Linked DNA regions of Mustela erminea: region 1 is linked to region 2. Evidence: chromatin contacts called from public Hi-C data. All regions are on one chromosome and are shown on one strand. Each heading gives the region's core, a stretch centred on a gene start, on an enhancer-like site or on the middle of the called end of the contact. The rest is flanking DNA. Distances are from core to core; before and after follow the strand shown.

The links. A called contact is a pair of places that touch in the nucleus more often than the background predicts.
Region 1: a contact with region 2 is called in a Hi-C map of skeletal muscle, with 6 times the contacts expected there. The contact joins the promoter of GHRH here to the promoter of BLCAP in region 2. A contact is called at or near these places in 3 of 3 Hi-C or Micro-C datasets (fibroblasts, skeletal muscle and spleen).

What each region holds. Positions count from the first base shown.
Region 1 is chr7:21,561,736-21,568,371 of mMusErm1.Pri, forward strand. It overlaps GHRH (somatoliberin), which reads left to right and starts at 3,245. Exons shown (of 5, transcript XM_032350719.1): 1 at 3,245-3,345.
Region 2 is chr7:21,345,882-21,353,443 of mMusErm1.Pri, forward strand. It overlaps BLCAP (bladder cancer-associated protein), which reads left to right and starts at 5,966. Exons shown (of 2, transcript XM_032350709.1): 1 at 5,966-6,102.

The DNA of each region.
Region 1 (6,636 bases), core at 1,995-4,494, 210 kb after region 2:
TCCTCTTTGAAGAGTTTTCAGTACCCTCGTCACAATTTTCCTGCAGGATGTGTAATTGAAAGAAGCTGAGAGAAACAACGAAGCTCTCTCTGTGTACAGAGAACCCTGTGATGGGTGGTCACTCAATCGCCCCCAGCACCCCCCCCCCACCAGGGGGAATGTTTCCACGTCACAGTTGAGGAAACAGAGACATAGAGAAGTCAAGAGATGGGTCTTGGGCTGCACAGCTAAGAAGTATCAGGGTCAGGATTCAAAGCCAGGCCTCTGAGCCCATTGTCTTAAGCACACACAATCCTGGCCCATTTGATCTTTCATTCAACAAGTATTTATTGAGCCCCTACTGTATACCCACGGCTTGCTGGGGATGCTAAGAGTATAATACTTGCTAGGGATGCAGGAAAATATCGTCCGTCCCTGTCTAGCAGGGAAGACAAATTAAAAATCCTTCCACAAACAATTATCTAATTACACATCGGTCATCAGGCAATGTTAGCAGAATGTAACTCAACTGGATAAGACAATTAGCAGGGTGAAAAAAGAAATCTGGTGCTTGGATGGCTCCTTCTTTTCTGTAATTCAGGGATTAGTCAACTCTTCTCTTTTTTTTTTTAGATTCTGTAGCCGAGCAACGCCTAAAGATGCCCACAATTGCTTTGGGAATATCCACAGATCACTTCCCTTTCCTAATCACAGCTTCTCCAGCTGTAAAATGGGAATGAAAAATAACAAACTACTGGAAGCAACCCAAATACCCATCAACAGGGGACGGTTTACATAAATGATGGTACATTTACACCATGGAATTCTCAACCATTAAGAAACATGAGACAACCCAGAAATGCTAGAGATGGATTGCCAAGACATCACTGAGTAAAAGAATAAGGCACAGGATGGTGGGTACAGAATGCTGCCAATTGTGTGCATAAAAAAAGGAGATAAAGGAACATGCTTATCTGTGCATGGGTTATCCCAGCAAAGATGCACAACAAACAGGTAATGGGCCATGCCCCCCTGCCCCTCCTGCTCTCCCCTTCACCTACCAGACAGGGGACCCGGACACCAGAGATCATGGGGAGATCTCCTCTTAATGTATGCCATTTTTACCTTTTGAGTTTTGCACTCTGCATGTAACTTCTTGAAAGCTAAGTTAATCGATTAAAAAAAATTAATACAACACTTTGATGGGCACACAAACACAGTCAAATAGCCCTGCTCACATTCGCCCACCTTGTGATGCTATTGTTGGTTTCAAAGCTGAGGTCAGATTTGGCAGCCCTGGTAAGATCTAAAACAATTAGGACATGTGTTGCTCCTATTGAGACCAGGTAGGAATAAGGGCCAAACAGAGAAGCAAAGAGGAAAATGAAGGAGGAAAAGAGGAGAGAAACAAAGAGGCCATGCACAAAGAGAATGACCCCGGCAGTGAGAAAATCACTATTACTCTAGTACCACCGAGACCACAAGGCAGTTGTGCTACCTGCTTCTTTCTAGCCAGCTGCCAGGTTGCCATGGCAATGTAATGGCCTGTGAAAAGCTTATTTATGATTCCGAAAACATTAAAAAAAAAAAACCCACACTCAGCAAGCTGCAGATAGGCAGCAAGGAGCAGCAAAGGTTCCTGTGTGAAAGGAGGCATCAGAGTGACCTTCCTATGGCTTGAGTTTCCCCCCATTGAAAACTGGTGGGGTTGGCCTAGAGCAGAGGGTTGTAAACAGGAGCATGTATCTAGACAAGGGGAGGGCTAGTTAAAATACTGATTGCTGAGCCCATCCCCAGAGATCCTAATTCAATAGGGCTGGGGTGGGGCATTTCTAACAAGTTCCCAGGAGGTATGAATACTGTGGTTTGGGGACTGTACTTATACTTACAGAAGCACGGTCCTAAAAGCTCTGAAGACCTTTCCAGGGGTGCCTGTGAGGCTCAGTTGGTTAAGTGTCCATGTTTGTCTCCTGTCATGATCCCAGAATCCTGGGATCGAGTCCTGCGTCAGGCTCCCTGCTCAGTGGTCCTATCCTGGCTTGTGCTCTCTCTCTATATATCTAAAAATTAAAATAAAATCTTAAAAAAAAAAAAAAGACCTCTCCAACTTGGATTCCAGGTGCTGTGGGCTCCAGCCCCCATTTGCCCTGAGCACATCCATTGTCTCCATCGGCCCCTCTGTTAACTTAGCAGCTACAATATCCCAAAGGATGGCCCAGCACAGGTTTCAAGGTAGCTCAAAGCACCTAGCGGGCCAACAGCTTACAGGGCAGTTTCCAAGACAGAGGCCAACACCTCATACAAGCAATTGCATGGAAAGATTGGCTTGCATTCCAGCTGTCTTTGCCAGAACTCTCTCATGGGGCTAATTAACTGGGTGAGATAGCCGACAGGTGCCGCTGGGCCAGAGAAAAGGCGGCTGCCACTCAAGACAGGCTGAGCAAGGGCCAGGGCTGGTTGGAGAGGATTTGAAACTGACAGAAGCCAAATCTCCAGCCACTGTAATTTACCAGGTGGGATTCTGATTCCCCCCAGAAATGGAGACAAGAAAACAAATCCAAACACCCAACCCCATCCAACACCAAGAGCATACTGAGTGAGAAAGCTCAGGGTTAGGGTAGAAGCAGCATTGATGACAAGTCCTTCCCAATTCAGGATTTCTTATACATTCAACAAATATTTATAGAGCACCAACGACGCGTCAGATGCTATGCTAGGTGATCCACACACGGGCAGTGAGCCTGAGCTAGCCCGTGACTTCATAGAGTCTACATTTAAGTGAAAAGAGACAGACATTACTCAAAGAATCATCTGATTTAATTGTGTGGTTCTGTAAGTGAATGATCATGTTCTTAGGAAATAATCCTTAAATATTTAGGGGTAAAGGGCAAGATGTCTACAACTTTTTCTCAAGCACTTAAAAAAATAACAATCGTATATATATTAGCTATACATGTAGTTTGTACATATAACTTATATAATCTATCATACACACAGAGAAACAGAGAGAAATTAATAAAGCAAATATGACAATATGTTAACAAGTGTTGGTTCTGGACCAAGAGTCTATGGGAGTTCCTGCAAATTTTCTAAAAGCGTGAAATTATTTCTAGAAATTGTATTTCATTTTATTATTTTGTTAAAGATTTTATTTATTTATTTGACACAGAGAGAGGGAACACAAGTAGGGGCAGAGAGAGAGGGAGAAGCAGGCTTCCCGTGTAGGAGGGAGCCTGATATGGGGCTCTATGCCAGGACCCTGGGATCATGACCTGAGCCGAAAGCAAACACTTAACGACCGAGCCACCCATACGCCCCTGGAAATTTTTAAAAGGATCAAAAAACTACTTGGAAATTGTAATAGTGGTGAGTGCTGTTTTGTTTTTTTTTAAGTACATAATGGTGGGGGCACCTGGGTGGGTCAGTCGGTTGGGCACCTGCCTTCGGCTCTGGTCATGATCTCAGGGTGCTGGGATCCAGCCCCATATTGGGCTCCCTGCTCAGCGGCGAGTTGGCTTCTTCCTCTTCCCCTGTGATCTCTCTTGCTCTCATTCTCTCTCAAATAAATGAGAGAGAGAGAAAAAAAAAAAACTCTCAAAAATCTTTTAAAAAAAATAATAAAGTACATAATGGTGTAAGGACCTAAGAATGGCATGGTTTGTTTTAGACTGGGAGGTTAAGGAGAGCTTCATGAAAGCGGCAGGTCTGAGCTACAGTCTGAGCCGAAGTTGACCAGGAGAGAGAGAGCTGCCTTCCCAGCAGAGGACAGGGCTCCGGCAGAAACCTTGTCATGGGAAAGAGAGAGCACATGGGAGGAACTGAGAAAATGGGAAGCAGCCTCTGGAGCAAGGGCTGCCACACCCCAGCAGGGCTCGTGCCTGTGGGGAGCTGGGGCTGGTGGCAGGGGACAGGCTTTCAGAAAAGGGGCTGCTCTTCTGGCCCAGAGAGGGATCCGAATTATTTCTTCCCTGCCCATTTTGGTTTATGTTCCTGTGTATCTTCCTGTGGCTTCCCTCCAACCTCGGTTCTTATGTCTCTGCTCGAATGCGGCTCCCCAGGTCAGGCCCACAATGCCGGTAGCGTGTGGCACCATGATAGGACAGCTTCTCACCACCACTTGCCTTTAGGGCCATCTCGACCCCCAATCCCTGGTTGCCATTCATCAATCAGCACCTTTACCTGCCATAGAGAGAACAACGGGCTGTCCCTTAAAAAAATTATTTCTACCATTTGCTCCTTGGACCTCAGGCAGTGGGCTCCATCTGCCGATGGCTCTGTGCAGTTCCCACCTGCCCTCTACCCTCCGCTGGTGTCCAGAGAGCGCCCACAGTGCCACCTCTTGGATTTCCTTCCAAGTCAAGTGCGACCCTGGGTGCCCGGGAAGCATGGATCTTTGTAATAAACGCTCCATGTCTCCATGGGTTTGTTCAACTGAGTCATCCAAGCGTGTTGTTGATACAGGGTAACATCACACCAGATCCCGAAGCCCAGGGCGTGAGGGACATTTCATTAGGTGTTCGTTGGGCCAGAGAATTTGGACCATGAAGGGAACGTTGAGATCTTGGGGTCTCACACCCTCGCGTTCATTGCAGAGCAGTTCAGAGAATGGCAGTAACTTGTCCAAGGTCACAGAGCAACTCTGTCGAGGAGCTGAACCCGGAATCCAGGTTTCCCGATGCTGAGCAGAAGGGCAGAGTCCAGTTAGTAAGGCAGTTAATAAACAATCTGCAGGACCTCCCAGGAGCCAGCGTTCTGAATGGCAGCAGAGCTGTCCTCTGCTTTGAAGTGAGCAGTCGGGAGAGCCTTGGTGGGAAGCGAGCCCCAGAAGTTGGTCTTGTTGCATTTTGCAACTACTCGTTGTGTTATTTCTAATCTGTTTGGTTTCACTTTAGACCCGGTTCCTATTTCACATTTATGACTAAAGGCCTTTGGGCGAGGAAAAGGGAAGTCAGAAAGAAGATTCTTTTCTTTTGTACTCAGCAAATCTTTCCAGACCGTTTTTTCCCTCCCTTTATAACATTTCCTTTCCAGAGCCCTGACAAGCTTCTCAAATCTACATTTCCAATCCCCTTTTCGCCTTCTCTGTAATTATCTTGGGAAAATGTAAATTCCTTATCATGACTTTGTGACAATACCGGCTCAAGATAAGCAAGCCAGGCTTCTGTTCTGAGGTCCTGTCAAATTGCCCTCAGTAGGTTCACTTAATAGGAATTATTGTTAGATTTTTTTTTTAAGTGTGATAATGGTATTGTGACTATGCTCAAGAAAGAGCCCTTATCTTTTCGAGATTACATACTTAAATATTTATGGGTGCAATGATAAGAGGACTAGGATTTGCTTCAAAATATGCTAGTAGGGAAAGATAAAGAAAAATACGACTCCCTTAATATACTGTTTCCTACCACCTTTCTCTTGCAAGTTCTTTTTGCTGCGTCTTTCCCATCCTCCCACCCCCAGTCTATGAATCCATTTATTTTGTCTCTGGGGATGTGCTTTGCTTCCTGGAGTCTCCCCAGAGAAGACAGCATGGAGGCTGAAGCCGAAGAGGACCAGGTACAGAGCACCTGGGTGGCTTAGTCAGTTAAGTGTCTGCCTTTGGCTCAGGTCATGATCCCACAATCCTGGGATTGAGTCCCACATCAGGCTCCCTGCTCTGCCCCTCTCCCCCACGTACGGTCTTTCGCTTTCTCTCTCTCAAAAATAAATAAATAAAACTTTTTAAAAAAAGAAAAAGAAAAAGAAAAAAGAGGTTCAAGTTCAAAGTCCTGAGGCTCCACCCTGATGAGCACAGTGACCAAAGACAAGACGTTTATGTGTCTTAGTCCTGGTTTTCCCATCTGCAAAACAGAAGTCGTGCATTGACAGCAAACAATGTTCTTTTCTAATTATCTTCTGGACCACTGTTTCTGATTCTGCTGCCACGTGCCCCACAGTGTGCTTCTCTCGAAGATCCCACCCAGAATCCACAGCTCTGGCTTCCTTCTCCTCACTGGCCCCTGGCCCAGCTCCCACCTCCAGACTTGATTCAACCACCTGTTACATGCTTCCTTCTGGAAGCCCCTTGAGTCCGAAAAGCTCACTGCGTGCAGATCAGAGCTCATTGCTCCTCCCCACAACCTGCCCCCGCCCAGAGTACCCAGTACCCAACCGCCCCCCAGCCCCCAGCTCGTTCTCAACATCTCCGCCTCCTTCACCTCCTTTGTTCTTTCTACCCCCGGCCCAGTGGTCCCATCTTCCAGACCCCTCTCCAATCCAGCCCCATGTGCTCCCCACCACCTCTTTGCTGGGTCTTGGCTCAGACCCTCAGAACCACAGGCCTGAACGGCTGTCAAAGCGTCCTAGCCAGGCTCCCTCCCTGTGGCCACTCTGCTTTCTAGTACCCCCACCGGGCTGCTGGCTCAAAAGCCTCCCATGGGGCTCTCTCCCCCGAGAAGAGAAAAGGCCCACATTCCGAAGCATGGTATTTGACACCCTGCACAGCTGGGCCTTCACGCATTGTTCCAGAATCATTTTCTATATTGCCTGCCAAAGAAGTTGCAGGCCTGGGTTTCTCAGACTGTGCTCTCTCACGCCTGCATCAGAATCATCCCAGGGTCCTGGTTAAACATGTAGAATCCATGGGGTACCTGGGTGGATTGGTCAGTTAAGTGTCCTACT
Region 2 (7,562 bases), core at 4,716-7,215:
TTCTGCTTGAAGCCGCCAAGGGCTCTCACATTGTTTTAGGATAATTTGAGCTCCTCTCCTTGGCCTTTAAGACCTTGTGTGATATGACCATGACCCAGATCACTCCCCTCTCACTCTCAGAGATCCAGCCATATTGACCTGTTTCTGGTCTGTTGAATAGCCTTGACCTCTCACCTCCCGGCTGTCTCAGATTCTATTCTCTTTATCTCTAATCCAGTCACCCTTATTCATGATCCAGAAAACTCCATCTTTATCCTCAGGGTTCAAGTTAAATGTTCTCACCTCAGGAAGACCTCCTCGGCTACTCCAAGACTAATGTAGCCAGCCCCTTGTTTATGCTTCTCCTCAGTCATACAGTGGCATGCTTATAATCTGTGTTCAATGTCTGGCTCCTTTGTCATTGGACTGTGAGCTCATCAAAATCAGGGACTCTCTTCCTCACCATGGTATCCCTAGAGCCTAGAGTGAAGCCTGGCTCATACTAGGTACTCAGTAAGTGTTTGCTGTAGGGAGGAATGAATGAATGAATGAATGAATGGCAGGTGGGATTTTGTAATCCTTCACAGCTAGTCTGTGGCAGGATCCCATGATCTTCTGGGATGAAATTGGTCTCTTGAGAAAGTAAAGCTCTTTAGGACTTAAATTCTCCAAGGGATACTAGGGAGACATTTTATAGCTTACCCAAGCACCAGAGATTAAGCCTCATTTATTCTGCCAAAAATAGTTATGGATTATAGTTATATTACATAGAGTTAGGAATATGAATTTTTCATGTTTTCTCAGTATTCATCCACGAGCCTGACACAGAGGGGTTAAAAATACAGCCTTCGTGTCCCTGTGGCCTCTGTCACCTGTAACTGTGTAGCCTTAGGCAAATGATTTCATCTCCCTGAATCTTCTTTTCCTTATCTTTAAAATAAAGATAACACAATGTTCTTTATAAAAATTACACTGAATATTAACCAAGTTCGTATAAAACTCATTTTCTGGCACATTATACCTTTATTGTTCCTGTCATCAATGGGTTAATAGCAAGAACATTGGGCATTTACCCATAATTACCACAGGATGTCACCACAGACCTGGCTAAAATAGTAACATCAGTTTCCCAAGCGTAGAAGCCCTAAGTCTGGAGCAAAAAGAACTTGGAGTTGGAGAAACTGAGGACAAAACCAGCAGGGATCGCTTAAAGTCATGAAAGCAGGTCCAGAATTTGAATCCACTGGTCCTGCCCCCTTAAGGATGGCAAACTTCCCAGCAAGCTTCTCACAGCTCATCCTGCCCCTGAGACAGCCAGTGTTATCCACTTGAATAGGAAACCATAGGTTTTAATTATGTGACAGGCAGCGTTCTAAGTGTTTTACAACATGAACTCATTGAATTGGCAGAAACAACCGTAAGGGGTAGATTCTGATGTTTCCCTCATTTTATGGGTGGGAAGTGTGAGGCACAGGGAGGGTAAGTAAGGTGCTCAAGGACACACAGCTAGAAAATGCAGCAGGATTAAAACCCTGGCATTCTGCTGCAGTCTGGGCCATCCCAGAGCTTACTTCTTTGGTCAACTTGGAGATAATGTGTCTTATTATATTTTTAATCTTTTGATACCACATAGCTTCTTTGATGATTTAACAAATCACTGTTGTTCCATTACAGGTTACCTTTCCTGAACTGAAGTCTTGATAAAGAAATAACATTGATTTTGGGAAAAAGTAATGTTAAATGGAGTGATGATGTAGGAAAATAGTTACTGTGGTTTCACAAAACATTGCTCTATAAAACATAACTTTTGCTGATTCTTTATCATTTAACCCCCAAGTTTGCCATCCAGTACCAACAGAATTCCATGGACCTGGCTCCCAGGTCAGTTAGAGGCTTGGAGGATGAATGAGAAAGGAAGGAGCTTGGAGATGTCTTTCATCCATTTACTCAGTCCTTCACCCGCTCATTCAGTCCACAGTGCCTGCCTCCTCCTCCCTGTCAGGCTCTGTACTAGGATCTGAAGCTAAGTAATGACCCCACGCCCCCATTCACCCTTCCCTCAAAGAGCTCAGAGTCTAGTGAGAGTTGACAGACAGGAAGTACACACACAATGGCACTGCTTTATTGCCCACCTCCCTAGACTCTACAGATGCTATTTGTCTATTCCCTCCTCTATCCTCCATTCCTAACATGGTGCCCAGCACTTTAGGTACTCGATAAATGTTTGCTGAATGAATATAGTCTTTATCGAGAAGGCAGCATTTGATCTGGGACTTCGACAATTAGAGAGCTCTTGAAAGTGAAAACAGAGGAGAGGGTACACTCTCTCCAACAGGAAGAATGACAGGGTCATTTTTAGGAAGATCATCTTGGCTTCTGTGTGGAGGACGATGGTTTGGGGTGAGATGAGGGGCAGGTAGACAAGTGAGAGGCTGGTTCAGGGTCCAGGGGTGAGTGGTTGGTGGTCTGGACCAAGGCTTTGGAGGCAGAGACAGAAGAGCCCTGATGGAGGACCCAGAAAGGATGGAAAAGGCTTGGGGAGTGTGAAGCAGGACAGAGCAGGGGTCATGGGTGACTTCAGGTGTCTGGTGTAGTAGGGCCAGTTGGAGAGGTGTTGGTAGGAAGTTGAGGTCTGCTGAGAAAATTTTAGGGCAGAAAGACCTTCCAGGTTCCTCAAGTCAGAGCCCCATTTTGGTGTCATTTCTACCACCTGCAACTGAGCCTGGAGGGTAGAGCAGTCTTGTGGGTACAGAGGAAGCAAGACAGCTGGGCAGGGGCAAGCCACATGTGAGAAGTCCTGCCTCATCTCCAGTTTTCTGGAGTCCCAAGGGGAAGTGGGTTGGCCACAGAGGCCTTGTCAATGCCCAGACCTAGCATGAAGGTTACTGGAAAGCAGAGTCTCTCTAAAAAGTACCTTCTGATTCTTCTGTGATTCTGCTCAATCACATAGTATGCATTGGCAGGACACCTTTCACTATTAGTTTGATTTTCTTGAGGTATAACATATATAAGGTACAGAAAGTCCCCTCATCTTAAGGTATAGCTTGATGAATTTGTGCCAATGTAATCACCAAGCAGATTAAGATATAGACCTCTTCCCGTCTCCCAGAAAATTCCCTCTCACTCCTTTCCCATCTCTAGTCCCCTCCAACCAATCCAGGTAACTACTATTCTGATTTCTATCACCTCAGATCAGTGTTGCCTACCCTTGAACTTTATATATGAATGGAATCATACAACATGTACTAATTTTTTTCTGGATTCTTTTAGTCCACATACTGTATGTGACATTAATTCATTTAGCACATGTCAGTATATTGTACTTTTGTATCTATAACATAGTATTCTGTTGAATGAATGTGCCATAATTTATCAGTTCTCCTGGGTTTTTTTTTTTTTAAGATTTTTATTTATTTATTTACTTGAGAGAGAGGGAAAGCACAGAGGGAGAGGGGGAACCAAATCCTCTGAGCAGGGAGCCCAATGCGGGGCTCGATCCCAGGACCTCGGGATCTCGACCTAAGCCAAAGGCAGAAACTTAACTGACTGAGCCCCTCAGGCACCCCTATCAGTTTTCCTGTTAATGGACACTAAGCTATTTCCAGTTTAAGCAATAAACAAATCTGCTACGAAAATTCTTGCAAGAATCTTTCTTGTAGACATAGGCACTCATTTCTCTTGGAATGAATACCTAGGAGTTAAAATTCTAGGTCACAGCTTAGGTGTATGTTCAGATTTAGTAGAAACTGCAGGTTTTCAGAAATGGCTGTACCAAGTCCTCCTCTCACCAGCTACAGGTAAGAATTTCAATTGCTTCATGCCCTTGCCTCCACTACAAGACTCTTCTTTTCTTCCAGTGTTAGATATCGGGTGTGTCTGGCATGGATACATTGATCCCCCAGCCCACAAGCAGCAAGACAGAGGCCACATCCAGCCTGTTTCTTAGCTGGGGGCGGAACAGGCATCTTGACATGACGGTGACTCTAGGAACTGAGATGGCCATCTTATGACCATGAGCATGAAACCATCATAAGGACAGCAGAGCAGAGACGAAATCAACCTGGGAGATAGAATGTCTTTGATGACACTGCCAAGCAACTCAATTAATCTGCCATTGGGTGGCAGCCTACTTATTTTTTAAGCCAGTTGATTTTGGGTTTTTTTGGGTTCTGTGGACTTACAACATAAAAGATACAGTCCGTGAGCCCCCCTTGTAACCCAACCAAATGGTACCACTTCTGTCCTCTACAGCAGTCAGCCCCACTAAGCACTTTCTCCTTCTTGAAACCTTCTTTCTGGGATCCCGTGCACACCTGGTCCTCCTCCTATCCCTCTGTTCAGTTTCTCAGCCTCCTTTCTTGGCTCCTCCTCCTCGTCTGTGTTTTTTAAAAATGTACCTCCCCTCCCTTGGAATCTCATCCAGCACCATGATTTCATCCATCACCTGTGTGCCAATGCTACCCAGATATGAATCCCCGGCCCAGACCTCTCTTCTGAGCTTGTCTCATATAGAAATGCCTATTGAACCTCTCCACCTAGACTTTGCCCAAGCATTTCAAAAACTTGCCTTCTCAAGGCCAAACTCTGTATCTTCCCCTCAACTGATCCCTCTTCAAGCTTCACCACTATAGTGAAGGGCTCTTGACTCCTTCATACTCAAGACAAAAACCTAGATGTTCTTGCCATTACCTTAGCACGCATCCACTCTTTCATCCTTTATTTCTCCACCTTTCCAAACCATCACCCTGAGTCATCATCACTTCGTAGCTAGAAAGTTCCAAAAGCCTTCTAACTGGTCCCCCTACATCTGCTCCCAAGTGTCCTCCAAGCCATGCAACCAGGGTAGCCTTTTGGAAAACAAATTTGTTGTCATTCCTCTGATAAAAAATGGCTTATTGCTCTCAAGATAAAATCCAAATTCATTTGGTAGTTCTACCTGCACTACTCCTTTCTCAGCACTTACCCCCACCCTGCTCCTTCCAACCTCATCTGGGACAAGTGGTTCTTTTGCCTATAGTATTTCTCCTTTCGCTCTAGCCCTGCACAACTCCTAACTGTCCTTAGTTTCTCAGTCTAAATGCCAGCTTCTCAGGGCGTATCCACCTTCACACCCCTTACCCCATGTTAGGACCCCATTCATTTTTCAGAATCCTCCTTACGTTCCCCCACGACACTTCCCACGCCGCATAATTGTACGTTGATTTGATTAATATTATTAACACAGTCATTGTTTGCTGACTGTCGTCTCCCCCGCCCCCCGCCCGCCCCTACACTTGCCCACACTGCGCTGGCAGAGCCTTGAGGTTAGAGCAGTGTCTACGGCTCTCCACTCCACCTTCCACTCAACCCTCTTGCCTTTGGCACTGCACTTACAGATAGTAAGCGCTCAAGGAATGCGCTTAATTAGCTAATAAACGAATCCTGACTCATTCAACCCCCATAACAACTCTGTGAGGTAAGCATTTCATCGCACCTAGGGAAGCTGAGAGTCGCGGTGGGCAAGATGCCCCAACGTGTATGGGGAAAGGGGAGGAGTCAGGTCCTGACCCAAGTCAGGTCCTAATTTCTGAACCCGATTTTCCCGCTCCTGAACTTTGGCCCCTTGGTGAAAGGGCCAGGGAGAGGGCGGACTTTGAGCCACGAGAAGGTTTGCCCCAGATGACCAGGGTAACCTACGCACGGACGAGGAACCCAGAGCTCACCTACCGAGACTAAGGTACGCCCCCTCGGGCTCTCACTGTGTAAGAATCACAATCTGCTGCATATGCATGAGGGGACCATGAGGCCCTGATTCGGGACTACCCGAGATGCGCCTGACTAAAAGTTCTTCGGACTTGAAGACGTGAGAGCTCTGTCAGTTCCTCACACGTACATAGAAAGTTTTCAAAGGCTCATATGAGGTGAATCTTGGGGGGATATCGGGCGAAGATGATCGCAACTTGGGGTTTATGATCAGGCGTCTTCTGGAGACAGCCCAATGCCAGGAGGGGTCCTTGGACTGCTCCACTCGAAGACGAAGGGGGCGTCTCCCCGGCTTCCTGCGGCGTCGGTGGCGAGCTGAGGTGGAGGCAGGCTGCGGCAGCGAAGGCGACAGTGGCGGCGGCGCCATGGCAGGGCTCGCAGGTACCGTGGCGTCGGCCCCCTGGGGACGGGATGAGAGGCCCTCAGTGCGGCGGCGCCGCCATGTTGTCCCTTTGGGGTCACCTTAAGGCGTCTCCCCGTCCTTTTCTAGGGTTTTCCTTCCGCGCACCCAGGGGGCCACCCCTGTCCGTGTCACGTGATTGCCCTGTGTGGCCCTAACCTGGGCCTCGGGAGTCCTTTCCCGGGCCGAGGCCGAGTGACCGGACCCCTGGGTCTCGGTCTGGCCTCCAAGGTCAGTGCTCGCCTGTCTATTCCCGGGACGGGACAGGCAGAGTCGGGGAGCGCGGGGCTGAGGGGCGCGACTACCGCCTCTTCGTCCCAGGGGCCCATGGCAGGGGGCCCAGCTTCTGAGAGTCCTGTTATTCTGTCCCCGACCCTTCAGTCTTATTTTTTTTAAATCAGAAGGGGCGTGGGTGAGAGGGGCGTAAGGGGGTCTCCCGCCCCAAGGCACCCGCTTTGGTGTCTAAGGTGATGGGGTAATAGGTTGACGCTCGGCTTTGAGTCGCGGGTGCTTCTTACCTATCTCATAACTTTACATCAAGTCTGGACACCATTTCCTTTCCTCCAGTATATATGGGGAGTGGCCCTCAAGGGCAGCTGAAGGAACGGAATGCCTGGCACACCAATGGCCTGAAAGAATGGGGGATGGGGAACAGCTCTTTTTGCTTACCCCTTCCAGACCTTCTGTAAATTCCTTCCAGGCCTCTGTGTCCCTTTTCAACGCTAAGTGTTGGGCAACGCTAAATGTTGGGACAGACTGGGATCTGCCCTAGGGAGCGAATGATCTTTCTGTTCATAGGTTCGGATCGTGTTTTATCCCTTTCAGGGAGCTGGTGTGTTGGGAACAGCTTCTGTTTGCCCTGCCTGACATGGTCCAGCCATCCCCTCAGCCTTCTGGACAGCAACACCAAAGCCAGGACAAAAAAAAAAAGTTCCAGCTTAAGTGCTAATGCCAAGTGTTAGATCTTGTTTATTTGTTTATTTTAAATCAGAGACTCATTAATGTCAAGCACATCTTTAAAAGATTCAGAGCCCTGGTCAGTTTCCAGTGACCAGATCAATTCCGGATCTGTAATTGGTCTTGTTAGAATTGCTGCCAAAAACGGTTTAACCTTTTATCTGTAATATGTTGTTTCAAAGAGGAATCTGGAAGTCTGGGTTTGGCTGTCTTTTTTGTTGTTCTCTTCTCTTTGAAACATATGCATTCCATTCCAAGCCTGTCACTGTGTGCTGTACCAAGGACCATGTGTTGCCTTCCTCTTTGACTTCCTGCTCTGGGAATGCTCAGGAATCTGGACCCTGCTGGGGTTTGGGCCCTGTGGGAGGGAGAGGGGGTGGAGGGGAGGGTGAACAGTATCTTTCCCAGAGAAGATGGTGACATGACTCTGGGGCTTACAGAGGAAGTCAGAGGTCACCAGGGAAAAAGAGACTGTTGGTTAGGC